Linked DNA regions of Zea mays: regions 2 and 3 are each linked to region 1. Evidence: chromatin contacts called from public Hi-C data. All regions are on one chromosome and are shown on one strand. The core of a region is the stretch at or near the end of the contact, and the rest is flanking DNA. Distances in the headings are between cores, read along the strand shown.

The links. A called contact is a pair of places that touch in the nucleus more often than the background predicts.
Region 2: a contact with region 1 is called in a Hi-C map of ear, with 4 times the contacts expected there. The contact joins the enhancer-like site here to the promoter of LOC100282091 in region 1. A contact is called at or near these places in 2 of 25 Hi-C or Micro-C datasets (ear and endosperm).
Region 3: a Hi-C map of tassel shows a contact between it and region 1, with 4 times the contacts expected there. The contact joins the enhancer-like site here to the promoter of LOC100282091 in region 1. A contact is called at or near these places in 6 of 25 Hi-C or Micro-C datasets (ear, endosperm, leaf and 2 more) and 1 of 3 datasets of contacts at active chromatin or transcription factors (leaf).

What each region holds. Positions count from the first base shown.
Region 1 is chr2:63,264,809-63,268,886 of Zm-B73-REFERENCE-NAM-5.0, forward strand. It overlaps LOC100282091, which reads left to right and starts at 2,100. Exons shown (of 2, transcript NM_001371822.1): 1 at 2,100-2,658; 2 at 2,819-3,867. The coding sequence starts at 2,179. The coding sequence ends at 3,331.
Region 2 is chr2:63,018,094-63,022,171 of Zm-B73-REFERENCE-NAM-5.0, forward strand. No RefSeq gene overlaps it. Among protein-coding and RNA genes, the nearest start is that of LOC118476237, 16 kb to the right of the region's middle. Within about 2 kb of position 1,843, at least 16 of the 20 cell types and tissues checked have an H3K27ac peak or open chromatin away from gene starts, as enhancers often do. A contact at or near this core is called in ear, where this site is marked.
Region 3 is chr2:63,086,931-63,091,008 of Zm-B73-REFERENCE-NAM-5.0, forward strand. No RefSeq gene overlaps it. Among protein-coding and RNA genes, the nearest start is that of LOC118476237, 53 kb to the left of the region's middle. Within about 2 kb of position 2,246, at least 19 of the 20 cell types and tissues checked have an H3K27ac peak or open chromatin away from gene starts, as enhancers often do. A contact at or near this core is called in ear, endosperm, leaf and 1 more, where this site is marked.

The DNA of each region.
Region 1 (4,078 bases), core at 850-3,349:
CGTACGTTGCTACTTGATTTGGACGACCAAATCTAGCCAGCCTACTAAGGTATTTGCATGCAATAGTTATATTAGCAAATAGTTTTGAGAACCGCTGCTGCCCAAACTAGTATTTTCTTAGGTTTAGAAATTCCATCCGAAACGGAGGGCAGCAAGGCTCCCGTAGGTGGCGGCGACCATCAGCGGAGTGTGAAGCGTCGGCAAGAAACTCAATCCCTAGGACATAGACACAGGAGAGGAGAAGGGAAGCAAGAACTCACAGGAGAAAAGAGCCCTGACGAAGAGGGCGACCAGCGGCGGAAGAAGCCTTGCGTCGCCATCGTCTCGAATCGCGCCACTGCTCGCTTCCGCACCGTGGGCGGCGTAGTGTGGCCGGGATGAGTTCCACAGCTGTTGGTTTGTGGACGAATTCGAGGCCGGGGTTGAGGTTTTTCGTGTGGATTGGGCCTGGTTTGTAAACACGTGTGGGCTAAGCGAACAACTATTTCTTCGTGAGCTGGTATTTGATCCAGGTTGGGATGACACCCATGGATCACGCCATCATACCAGCCAATTCCAACTCTAACGAACAAGCCCTTAGGTGGAACCAAACAGTTCCTACTTATGCATAAAGTGGTACTCTTGCCATATCAGAGGGACAGGAGGCGACTACTGTGCTGCTTGCCTGCTTGTACCACTGGCATAACCGGTCAACCGCTAAGCCTGACGCCTGATAATTAAAGTCTTTCCAAGCTTGCCAGCCCAGCGGAGGTCGTTGATCGTACTTAACGTACCCAATGATCCGGGCCGGCATGCATCTGGAATCGAATCATTTGAAGAAAAAAAAAACCCCATATGCAACGTGCGGAGAAAATCACTTTGCATGGTTCGTGGTTCCTGACTTCCCGCGCGCCTTTCTCGCTGGGTGGCGTTGAAACCGCAGCCGCACGTCGTCCAGGCAGGGACTGCGACTGTTTGGGCCGCGTCGCATCGCATCGCCATGGTTCGTCGTTCGAGGGTGAAGTTTCACTGCGACTGCGAGATCGGATCTTTCTCGCGTGCGGTAAGCCCGTCTCCGACGGGGGAAGACTTTGACCGGCTGCCCCGCCGCAGCCGGAGATGCACATCGCTGCTTTTACTAGTGGCACGGACACGGACACGGACACGGATGCGCTAGTTTTAGCTTTCCCATCCGATCCAGAACAAAGCAGAGAAAAAAAGCCAGGACGACATGCACTAGCTAGCTAGACGACTTGAATCGGCCATGAAACATGGAAGTGGGGTGTGGCCCATCCATCAACATTTGTTGATCCATCCATCCAGCCCGGTCCACGTCCACCGCCGAACATCATATCGCACTCATCAGATTTCTCGACGTATTCTTAATTCTTATGTATGTAATTTATTTTGATCGGATTTCTCAACGTTTAATACAAAAGAGAGAGAGAGAGATAAATAAAAAGATAGAGAGAGAAAAAACAGGAGGAGGACAAAGAACGCGAGAAAATAAAATCTGATAGGGAAAAAAGATTAAAAAAATCAATAAATGGAAAAGCGAGAAAATTGAACGGATGTCAGCCCATGAATGTGACCAAGAGAAAGGTGAGAGAAATGGAGAAAAAAGGAAAATACCAAAGAACGGTAGATACGGAGAGATAAAAACAACCATTTACTACAGATCACATACACGCACGTGAAAGCGAAAGCAAAATGAATAACACATACTACAGTCCATCGAGTATGTACTACCTACCCATCATATTGGCAGCAGCAGCAGCAGACCACGGGGTAAAAAAAATCTGATCACTCCGTTGGTTCGCTGAAATAAACCGAGTGAATGTCCGCCCGTCTGGAATGGGGATTAGCTAGCAGCTTGCTATTGCTAGGCGAACCGCGAACGGCGTCCGCCCCACCCGGCCCGGCCAGGGCGGGTGGAAAGCGATCCGATTTTGTCCCGGCCTCGATCGCATCCGCGCGCCGTGCCCCCCCTACTACGTGTTTTTGTTGGCACCGGCTCACAGTCTTCGCTCTTCCGCCCCACCCGAGCCGGAGTCATGGCATGCCTTCCCTAACCGTGACAGTATATATATAACCACATCGGTTGCAAACCATCCATTCTCACTCCTCCCACTGGCGGTCGGTTCCCACGCCCGCCCAACGCCTTCGCGGTCGTCCTTGAGTTGCGCCTTGCGCCTTGCCATGGCCGTGCAGGGGCGGCACCTGTCGCACGACCTAGCAGCCCAGGCGGCGGGCGGCTACCTGTTCCTGGACGAGTACGCCGGGTGCGCGCCAGCCGCGGCCCCGGCCCCGGCCCGGATCGGGGACGCCACGACGGCGCTCAGCGACTTCCCGCGCGTCGAGGTTGCCTGGTGCAACTACGACGGCTTCCTGCCGAGGAAGCGGCCGCGCCTGGAGACGGCGGCGCCAGCAGCGGGCGGTGGTCTCTCAGAAGACCAGCGCGCGGGTTTGCCTCCGGCGGGCACGGAGCGCCTGCTGCCACTGCCTGTGGCTGTGGCACCGTTCGTCAACGCGCGGAGCCGCCGGGCGGTGGCGGCCTCCGGCACGGCGTCCACCAGTGGGAGGGTGGCAAGTGGCGCGACCGTGGCGGCCTCGCGGGGACTGCTGTCGTCGTGGACGCACCGCCACGGCGTGGAGATCGACGCGCTCGTTAGACTTGAGGTACGGGCGGCCATTGTTCGGTCGTGATCTTCATCTATCATCTGTCAATTGATGGTTAATAACTGGGAATCGACCGACTTCTTCCTTCTTCGTCATATGGGGACAACAACGCATGGTCCGACGGTGTCTGATCTGTGAGACATTATCTTGTGGTGCACAGGCAGAGAGGATGCGCGCGGCGCTGGAGGAGGCGCGGCGGCGGCACGCCCGCGCGCTGCTGGCCGCCGTGGGGCGCGCCGCGTCGGGGCGGCTGCGCGCGTCGGAGACGGACCTCGAGCGCGCGCTCCGGCGCGGCGCGGAGCTGGAGGAGAAGGCCCGGCAGGCGGGCGCCGAGTGCCAGGCGTGGATGGCCGTCGCCAGGAGGCACGAGGCCGCCGCCGCTGGCCTCCGCGCCACGCTGGACCAGCTCCTGCAGTCACCCTATGGCGCCGGCGGCGGCCGCGAGGAAGGCGGTGAGGCCGAGGACGCCGAGTCGTGTTGCTTCGAGGACGGCGGCGCGTCGTGCGCGTCCAGGTCCAAGCTGGCGTGCAGGTCGTGCGGCGCCGGCGAGGCGTCCGTGCTGCTGCTCCCGTGCCGGCACCTGTGCCTGTGCCGCGCGTGCGAGGCCGGCGTGGACGCCTGCCCCGTCTGCGCGGCCGCCAAGAACGGCTCGCTCCACGTCCTCGTCTCCTGATGGACTGAACATGTTCGTCGCCGACTGGTTACGCTACGTCACACGAGGCCATGGCAGGAGACGAGGCTTCCTGCGGACGCGATGCGCCGGTTACGGTTGATGCGCGGTTCATGCGCGAACGCAATGTGGCACAGCACAGAACGTCCTGGCAAATCGTGCGATGGCCATTCTGTTAATAATAACCGGAGATATGGCCGCAGAAGTGGATCGGGGACGATGTCCAACGAAGGGTGAAAAAAAAAGTTCTCTTCACGTGCACCAACAACAAGTCACAAACTCACCAGTGTCCACTGCCTTCTCTTCAAAGCACCGCGTTGGATGCTGGATGGAGATCGTTCTCCTGGTGGAGATTGCCAAGGGTTTAGTCAGTCCTTGAGGCGTTGTCTGGTTCTGATTCTGAAGATATCATTTTTTTCTTCTTCTAAACACACAGTTTTACCAAATATTTTTTTTCTTATAAGAAAAGCCGCCGCAGAGAGAGAGAGAGAAAAAAACTGTTCAATAAGATAAGCCACTGCTGCTCTGTTTTGGTTGAAGATGGAGAGATCGAGGCCTTATAAATCCAAGCAGTGGTTTACATGTCCACTTGCTCTGCGTCTACGCACGCGCCAACAGTGGTTAGACGAGACATCATCCAGCAGCAGGTGGACAGTAATTTGAAAATGATCGGGCAGCACAAGCACGACAACGACCCGCGCTAAATCCATTGCATCCGTGCCGTGATGCTGTCCATCGAAGGCTGGCATG
Region 2 (4,078 bases), core at 593-3,092, 250 kb before region 1:
TAATTTATAGTGACGATTTATCAGATGGTGATCATGCAGTAACAAACGATCGACTAGAGGCATAGATTTTTTCATGTGAGAAGACATTTTGCCTTTCCTAGTTGTATGGATGTTGGGAGTTTAGCAACAAAAAGCACATTGTTTTCCATTGAGTTTACAAACTTGTTGAGTTGGCATTGTTACCGGTAGTTTCCTACAACATCGTTTGGAAGAGTCTTCTATCTACAATAAAAATAATTAAAAAAGAAAACTACGCAACGTGATTTCAAATGAATGGTGAGCGTGTACTATCGAAATCACTTAGTGATACTACCGTAGTATGACAGTTTTAGAGCATAAAGACTCCAAAGATAAATCTACCTAATGTCAGACATGATTAGTATATTTGTGAGTGATTCATTAGGTATTTTGTAAGATCATTTTTATATTATTTAATCTTTTTCAACTCATCTAGGCTACAAAACAGATGACAGCAGAGAGGGCTTGATTGCTCGTGCAAGGAATGGGATCACGATGCTTTGGTATCTCCAAATGTACGAATCCGTATGATATAGTGAGAAAGGACCCGGAAAGGTATAACCATGTGAGCGGTTGCCCTTTGGATATGTTTTGATTAAACACGCCAGGTAAGCCACTAACTGAGAATACCACGTGTATGATACACGCACATAACTGCATCTGACGTCAACTAGCTAGTACCGCAGCGTAGAAATGCAGGCAGTGCCAGGCTGCATATGTTTCCGTGTCAGTTGAAACCACCTTGCTACTCGTACTGTATTGCTCGGCGATCCGTCACTCTCAAATCTCATCATAATTCGCCCATCCCTTGGAAAATTTCTTCGTGCTGGTGTCAGTGTAGCACATGCATGATGATCTTTTATACTCTAATAATATCTACCCGATGAGCAGAGCCTTGCAAGTGCCGGTCAAGGTCACACCAATCTGCACGTAGTACAAACTACTTACAAAACAAGAGGAGGACCAGCACAATGATAGTACCGGACAGGATGTGCAGACCATCGATTTGTGGCACACATGGCTGTGTTCTTTCGCTCATTTGGACCATTGCATTGCAATGCAAATTGCATTGCATGCATTTATTCGTGTGTGATAGCGAATTGAGAGGGGCAACTCTGTAGTCTGTCTCCAGTAAAGTCTCTTAAATTTCGTCCCCTAAAAAAATATTCTCTGTCCTTTACAGCACACTCTAAAAGATTTTATCCTCTATATCATCTCAGTCTCTAACAAGGTTCCCTAAATTTAGTCCTCTATAGCTACAGTATTAACAGAATACACAACTACCTTACTTATTCAACGTTAAACAGTCATATTCAAATTCAATCACGACACCTTGACGGTCTAAGCTACAAATCTGAACCTTGTTTGCCAAATGACCAATTAATCATAACATTACTCGTATGATTCATCTCGATTCATCCAACAAACCAACGATAAAATGTAATGGCAAAAATCAGTCTGTTTCCACAACAAAAAACATAAATCGAAGGACCCAAAAAAATCACCGCTGGGAAGGATGCATCGGTTGCTTATGGCCGGAGGGTGCTGGGAGGGCGCCATTGACAGCCGCGGCTACACATCTTGCCCGGTCGAGGTGGCTGTGGAGAGATTCGGCTTGACATTGAGCTCTGGTGCATCGGCAAGCGGGAGGCGCTCATAGAACGCGATGACGAAGGCCGTGGCGAGCCTGGTGGCAACAAGGGGCCCCAGGATGCTCCACCGAGGACCTGGCCCTGGCCGGCGGAGACCAGCACGGCGAGGCTGGATGCCTCGGGCTGGACTAGGGCGGTAGCACGGTGCCCGCCACAGAGAGAAAGCAGACATTTCAAGGCGCGAGAGAGAACCGGTTGGCGTTTAGCGGACACTCAGCAAGCTCCACATTTGGCGTCTCCTGGACGAGCGCTAAAAGTTAGCGTGCAGTTTACCGGATATTGTTGGAGGTAAAAAGGAGGCCGACGTTCGCTACATTTAGGCCCCGTTTGGTTTGGGGTGACTAAAGTTTAGTTAGTAAAGTTTAGTTACTTTTAGTCTCTAAAGAAGCAAACATGGTGACTAAAGTGGGGTAACTAAATTTTCGTTCTTTATTCACTAAGGGGTGACTAAAAGAGACTAAAGTAGTATTTTTACCTTATTTATCATCTTCACTTTATTCTTATAACAAACATTTATTAATTAATAGGGATAAAATAGTCATTATTCACAGTAATTAATGCTCTTTAGTCCGGTTTAATCACTGAAACCAAACGAGGTACTTTAGCGTCTAAACTTTAGTCACTAAAATTTAGTCTAGTGACTAAAGGAACCAAACAGGACCTTAAGGTATCGGATCCTTTACCAGACCTTGCGGACACAGCCTTACCGTATATACGGGGCATTGCCCAGCAGGCCAGCACTGTACTACAACGCAGGAGAAGGGCCTGGCTGGCGCTGGGGAACACTGCTGTCTGTTTTGTCCGCTGCGAAGGAAGGTGGCAGCAAGAGTGTTGAATAGATTCTGGATCATCAAACAGGAGCAATAAGTACTGATAAAGAAAGAGATCTTAGATCTGGGAAAATTGAAGGGCCTGCTAGCTGCTTGAACTTGAAGGGACCATGTGATCGCCGTCCCTTGATGTGCGAGCAAGCTTTCCGACAAGCTAGGGACGCCAAATATAGATATTTAAAATCTGGATTTTGTATTATCTAGATTATGCATGATCTCTATCTAGCTTGTTTGGATTGTAGATATTTGAGCTGCACATTGAACATATATTTCTTTATTGTCCTTACCTTCTCTGCCTACTGGTACCATTTTCAAGGTTATCTTTGTCTTTTTAACATCTGTTGGTTGTAGAATCTCCTTTTATCTTACCTAACCGTGGATACAAGATTTTGGACCGAATAATGTATTGTAGCATCTAAAATCTAGCCCGTTTGAATCTCTATGAGATATTTTGCGTGGGATTTTTCAGAATCCTATCGGATCCAAACGGAGCCATAATACCCCGAGGACGGCGACGGGACGGGCTACCAAGAAATCAACCCAGCGGTCCGACTGACCCGTACACGGCGCTCTGGGACACGTGCTCATAATTTCTTTCCATCTTTATTAAGATCATTTAATTATACGTTACTGACAATGAGTCACCGACATGTCATTTTATATGTCACTCGATCGTAAGAATCGTTACCGGAATCCGGCTCTTAGCTGGGCGCTTTGCCGAATGTATTTTATCGGACACTCGGCAAAGCATTCATTGACGAGTGACACTCTCGGCGAAATAAGATTCTTGACATAGACCTCGTTTACCGAGGCCGAAACACTCGACGTAGAACGACACTCGACAAAAGGAAGAGTTGCTCAAGTATATGTCGGTTCTCGGGTTGATCTGCATTGTGGTGGCTTTCTATTGAGGGAGGCCTCTACCATCTCTTCCTGAAATCGTAGCGGGTTTTCTCATGCTAGCAGATCTTTGTAAAAGCCTCGTAGTGAACCGTATCTCACCTCTTTGGAAGAGGTGTATGGGAGTCGCTATCCTTTAGCAAATGGGTAACACAACTTGCGGATAAAGATGTGCAACCTCTAAAGAGTGTAAAACCGATATATTAGTCGTGCTCATAGTCTGCCCCTGCAAGATCAACGACTGGATCGGAATGGTCAATTATAACGGCTATAATCGCATTAAACGCATCATTAGATGTCAGATAAAGCCTACCACGAACGTTCTGGTCGTGCCTCTAGACGGTTTGTGTGGGTGATATAATTCATTTTTACCTTCAAGTTTGTTTGATTTACAACTGGCGGTAGTCCGCGCATGAGACCAGACTGTCCGCACAAGGTGTTGGATGATATTCACTTATCTTTCGGATGGTCCGTAGTAGAAATGTGTATTTTGGCAATGTTCCTATCCAAAGTGCATTGGAGTGCCGCGACCGATCCGCTGGAAGGGCCCGGACACTCCGAGCACATGTGATATTTCCAAAAATAACCCTTGTCCTGGATAATCTACGTTATCCCGGACAGTCCACATTAGAGGCTCGGACGGTCCGCGATGCACTATTTTGTGGGTTGATCTTTCTT
Region 3 (4,078 bases), core at 996-3,495, 180 kb before region 1:
AATCTTGGTACGCAAGAGCTAAAAATTGAGTGAGCGAGAACAGCTGGCAAGAGAGCGTGCCAAATGAGCTCGCAGTATGCTCTTATTTATACGCCCAGTGCGTGAAAGATTGAAAGCCCCCGCCTGTCAGTGAATGTTGCTATTCTAGCAAAGGGAAGGTGTTTTTGCGGACCTTCGGCTTAAAGCCTTCGTCCATGTCGCAATCTGAATTTATCGATTTAACAAATTAACATTGCGAGGGGCTACTGTTGGGGGCCTTCGGCTCCGAAGGTCCTCAAAAACAGGATTTAACAGCGTTTCTGGAGTATAATGTGTGAACAGGTATCTTTGGACCCGAATCGGTACCACAGTGGGAGAAGCTCAAAGAATACGAAGGTTGATACAGCGTCGAAGGAGTGAGCAGGAAAGCTTCGGCGTGACTGCAGAAAAGGAAACCGACTTAAAGATGAAAAGGCTATTTAAACCTCGGTGGATTACTATAGAACTACTACCAAATGTAAAGGGCATGGATGTAATTTTATATGGGTTGTGTTCCATGCCTATAAATAGGTGAACAGTACCCCCGTACTGTTCACGCTGACTTGGCATTTGCTTTTTGTGTCACGCTTGTACTTTTACTTCCTTCCAAACTGAAGGTACATCTGTAACTTGATGTCGTTTTTATTCTTTAATAATAATAATACAGAAATGAATTGATAACAACATATAATTGTCTACATTTCACTTCATATTCCATATTTCATATGCTTCTTCTTTTATTTAACATATACTGCGATGATGAAGGTATGTCTTTCATGGCCTTCGTCTGAAGATCATTATATCCTAAGGGAAATAATGCTTCGAATGACGAAGGGTATTAACATTTAACATCTTGTGTTGCCTTGTTCTTAATTCATAGTATTTGAGAACAAGTCCCCAACATTTGGTTTTGTCCCGTTAACACATGTGAAGATTGATTAAAAAAAGAGTATATATAGGTACATGTGTTCTTTTTTTATGTGATAGTTTCTTCTATGTAAATATTGCATTTTTTAGGACCAAAAAAGATCTTTAGTTAAATGCATGGAGGCCTTATTCGAGTGAAACAATCTTAAATTTATATCATTTTTATTTGGGTATGTAGTTAAATCTTCTATAAAAAAAGACAGTGTACGATTAATTTATATGGCACTTATTGCATCTCATAGCATTTAATATTCTGTTACATATATTTGTTTAAAATCTAGATTGTTTGACTCCGTTACATGCGACAGACAAGATCCATTATTCATGCATGCATGTGCCATTATTAGAAGTGAGGAGGAGAGCTCTGCAGACCGAGCAACTACATAGAGATATCCGCTCAGAGAGGCTCCAAAAATAATCGTTGCGTTTTGAAATCGTTGTCACCAGACAAAGATCCATTCAGAGTCCTAACATAATTGTGTTTCTAAAATATAGATGAAAACGTAATATATTATTGAGAAGTCACACATGTGTACCTCTCGATCAATAGAGGTGTAAAACCATTGTATTTTGAAAGGAGAGAAAGTAGAGACAGAGAGCGAGAGAGAAAAACAGGTAGAGTAAGATGATTCTGTTTCTAAGAATAATTGTGCTTACATTTTATTTTTTTGATTTTAGAACAGATGTTAAGCTATGTAAGTATACGAACGGAGCGGTGCATAAGTGTATACTATGCGGTTGAATCGATGACCTGAGAGAAGGCTGAGACCGACCGTACCGGGCCCTTTCTGACTGTTCCCTCCCCGATGCAGTCAGTCCTGTCCTGCATGCTGCGCGGCGGTTGCACGCAAAAGTGAAAGGCATCCACGCCTATAGTAGTCGCGCGCAGTCCAGCCAGCATTACTGCCTGCCTCCACCAAACGAGATATGCATATGCAGATATGCTGCTGCGATCGATCTGCCAATGCATGCAGAAGCCAACAAGAGGTGGGGTGGGGGTTTCATCAGTCATTCGTTCAGTCGTCAGTCGTCACCCATCCATCCATCCATCAGCTGCATGTATGCATGGGGAAGGGCTGGCACTGGCAGCTCGCTTCACATCGATCGATGGCATCGGTAAAGCTATCGCAGGCTTTGCAGGGTGCTGGTGTTCACAGGAGTACTCCAGTCTGCAAGCCAAAAAGCCACCAATTAATGCACATGCACCGTCGTCGATCAACATGTGGCGGTGCATCCGTGCATGCCATGGACAGGACGCACGCGCACTGCGCCTGCGCGGCATGGCCTGCGCCCTGCGACGATGATCAAATCCAGAGCATTGGTGGGTGGGTTGGGTGTACGCACGGCAGGGTCTCAGAGTGGTCCGTACTCCGTAGAGCTCACTGATGTGCTTTTCGAGGCCGGGCTGACCAGCACGCATGACGCATGTACGCCATTGTGTGCTGTGTAGTAAACCCTCAGCTCCAATCCTAGCTAACTACAGCCGCGCGAGCTCCGAGCTACACTATACGGAGTACTACCGGAGAGATCGCGATCGCTCTGACCGGGCCCCGGCCTGCAAATGTACGGGCACGTGGCATGCATGCATGGATTGTCGCGTAGATCGAGCAGCAGCGATCAATTGTTGATCCGGCAGCGGGTGTCAATTATTGTCACCGCCGGCGTACTCCTTCAATCAATTCGATTCGCAGCTATTACTACTACTCCTACGTGTGTATGGGTGGGGGCGGCTTTGTCAAAAACATCTCGCGCGTGATCGCAGCAGACCACGCACCCCGGACCCCGCCCCAGTACTGGCAGATGCGTCCGTGCATGGAGGGAGGGCCAGGGCAGGTTCGGACCGCACACCGACGACGGAGAGCTAGGCTAGCGGCCTGTGTCGTTGTAGCTAGCTCCCCGTGCTGCCGCATGCGGGCGCGCGTCGCCCCGTTCGTGGGGCAGGTGCGGCGGGCTCCACTGCTCCACCACACCAGCCGCAGCTGGCTGGCCGGCCCTCCCGACACTACACACCAGCGGCGACTGCCCAGGCACGCGCGGCGGGGTCCAACGGGCGGGCGGGCGGGCCGGCCGGTGCGCGCCTTCATGTTGGCGAGGACAAGCTGCGACAAGCGTACGTACGTACGTACGTAAGCGCAGGTGCAGTCGTGCAGAGATGTACGTACGTACGTGCAGTAGCCCTGCCCTGGCTGAAGGCGCGCGCGCGCCATGGACCATGGTGACTGACAACTGAACGCAGCGGCAGGCAGCACCCCTGTGCCGGCCGGGTTGGCGTTTTCTGCGTGGACGTGCTCGCGCAGACCGGTGGCCAGGGCTGTGTGGGTGTGGCCGTGCCGGTAGCCATGCACGGACTGCGCGCGCTATATTCATCAACGTGCTGCTGCGTACGCGCACGGCCTGCTGGTCGCGTGTGGTAATAATTCGGGTGCTGGAATTTGATCGTGACTCTGATGCAAATAAAAGACGCCTTCTGATCCGTCGTCACGTCAGATGGGTGATGATGCTCTGCTCAGCTGTAGTAACGTGGGGGTGGGAGACAAGAGGACACTGTGCTTACCACCGCTGTTTACTTTGCTCGTTCCAACTTCCACTGTCCAAAGTATACAAGGAAATAAATCACCTCTTGACTCTTGTTATTTACTATATATATATATATATATATATATATATATATATATATATATATATATATATATATATATATATATATATATATATATATATATATATATATATATATATATATATATATATATATATATATATCATTCTCTCCCCATTGATATTAAGTATGCCTAACTAAAAACCATGTGATTTAAGTTCTATTCGGAAGCAACCCAATTTTTAAGAATCGGTTTTTATCTTTTTAGCTAGGATAAATCAGTTTCTTAGTTTTTAAGAAACCAAAAATATAATTTATATAAACTATGTCATAAACTGGTATATTCGAATGACCTCAATTTCTATAAACCAGTTTATTAAAAACTAGGTGCTTCTAAACAGAGACTGCAATAAAAAGTCGTTACGACGGGATGGAGGGAGTATACGATAAATGTACTTCTGGTTTTCAAAAACCATATTAAAACAAATACATTTCTTGGTATTCCATTCTTTCTTCTCAAAGTGCAATGATTAT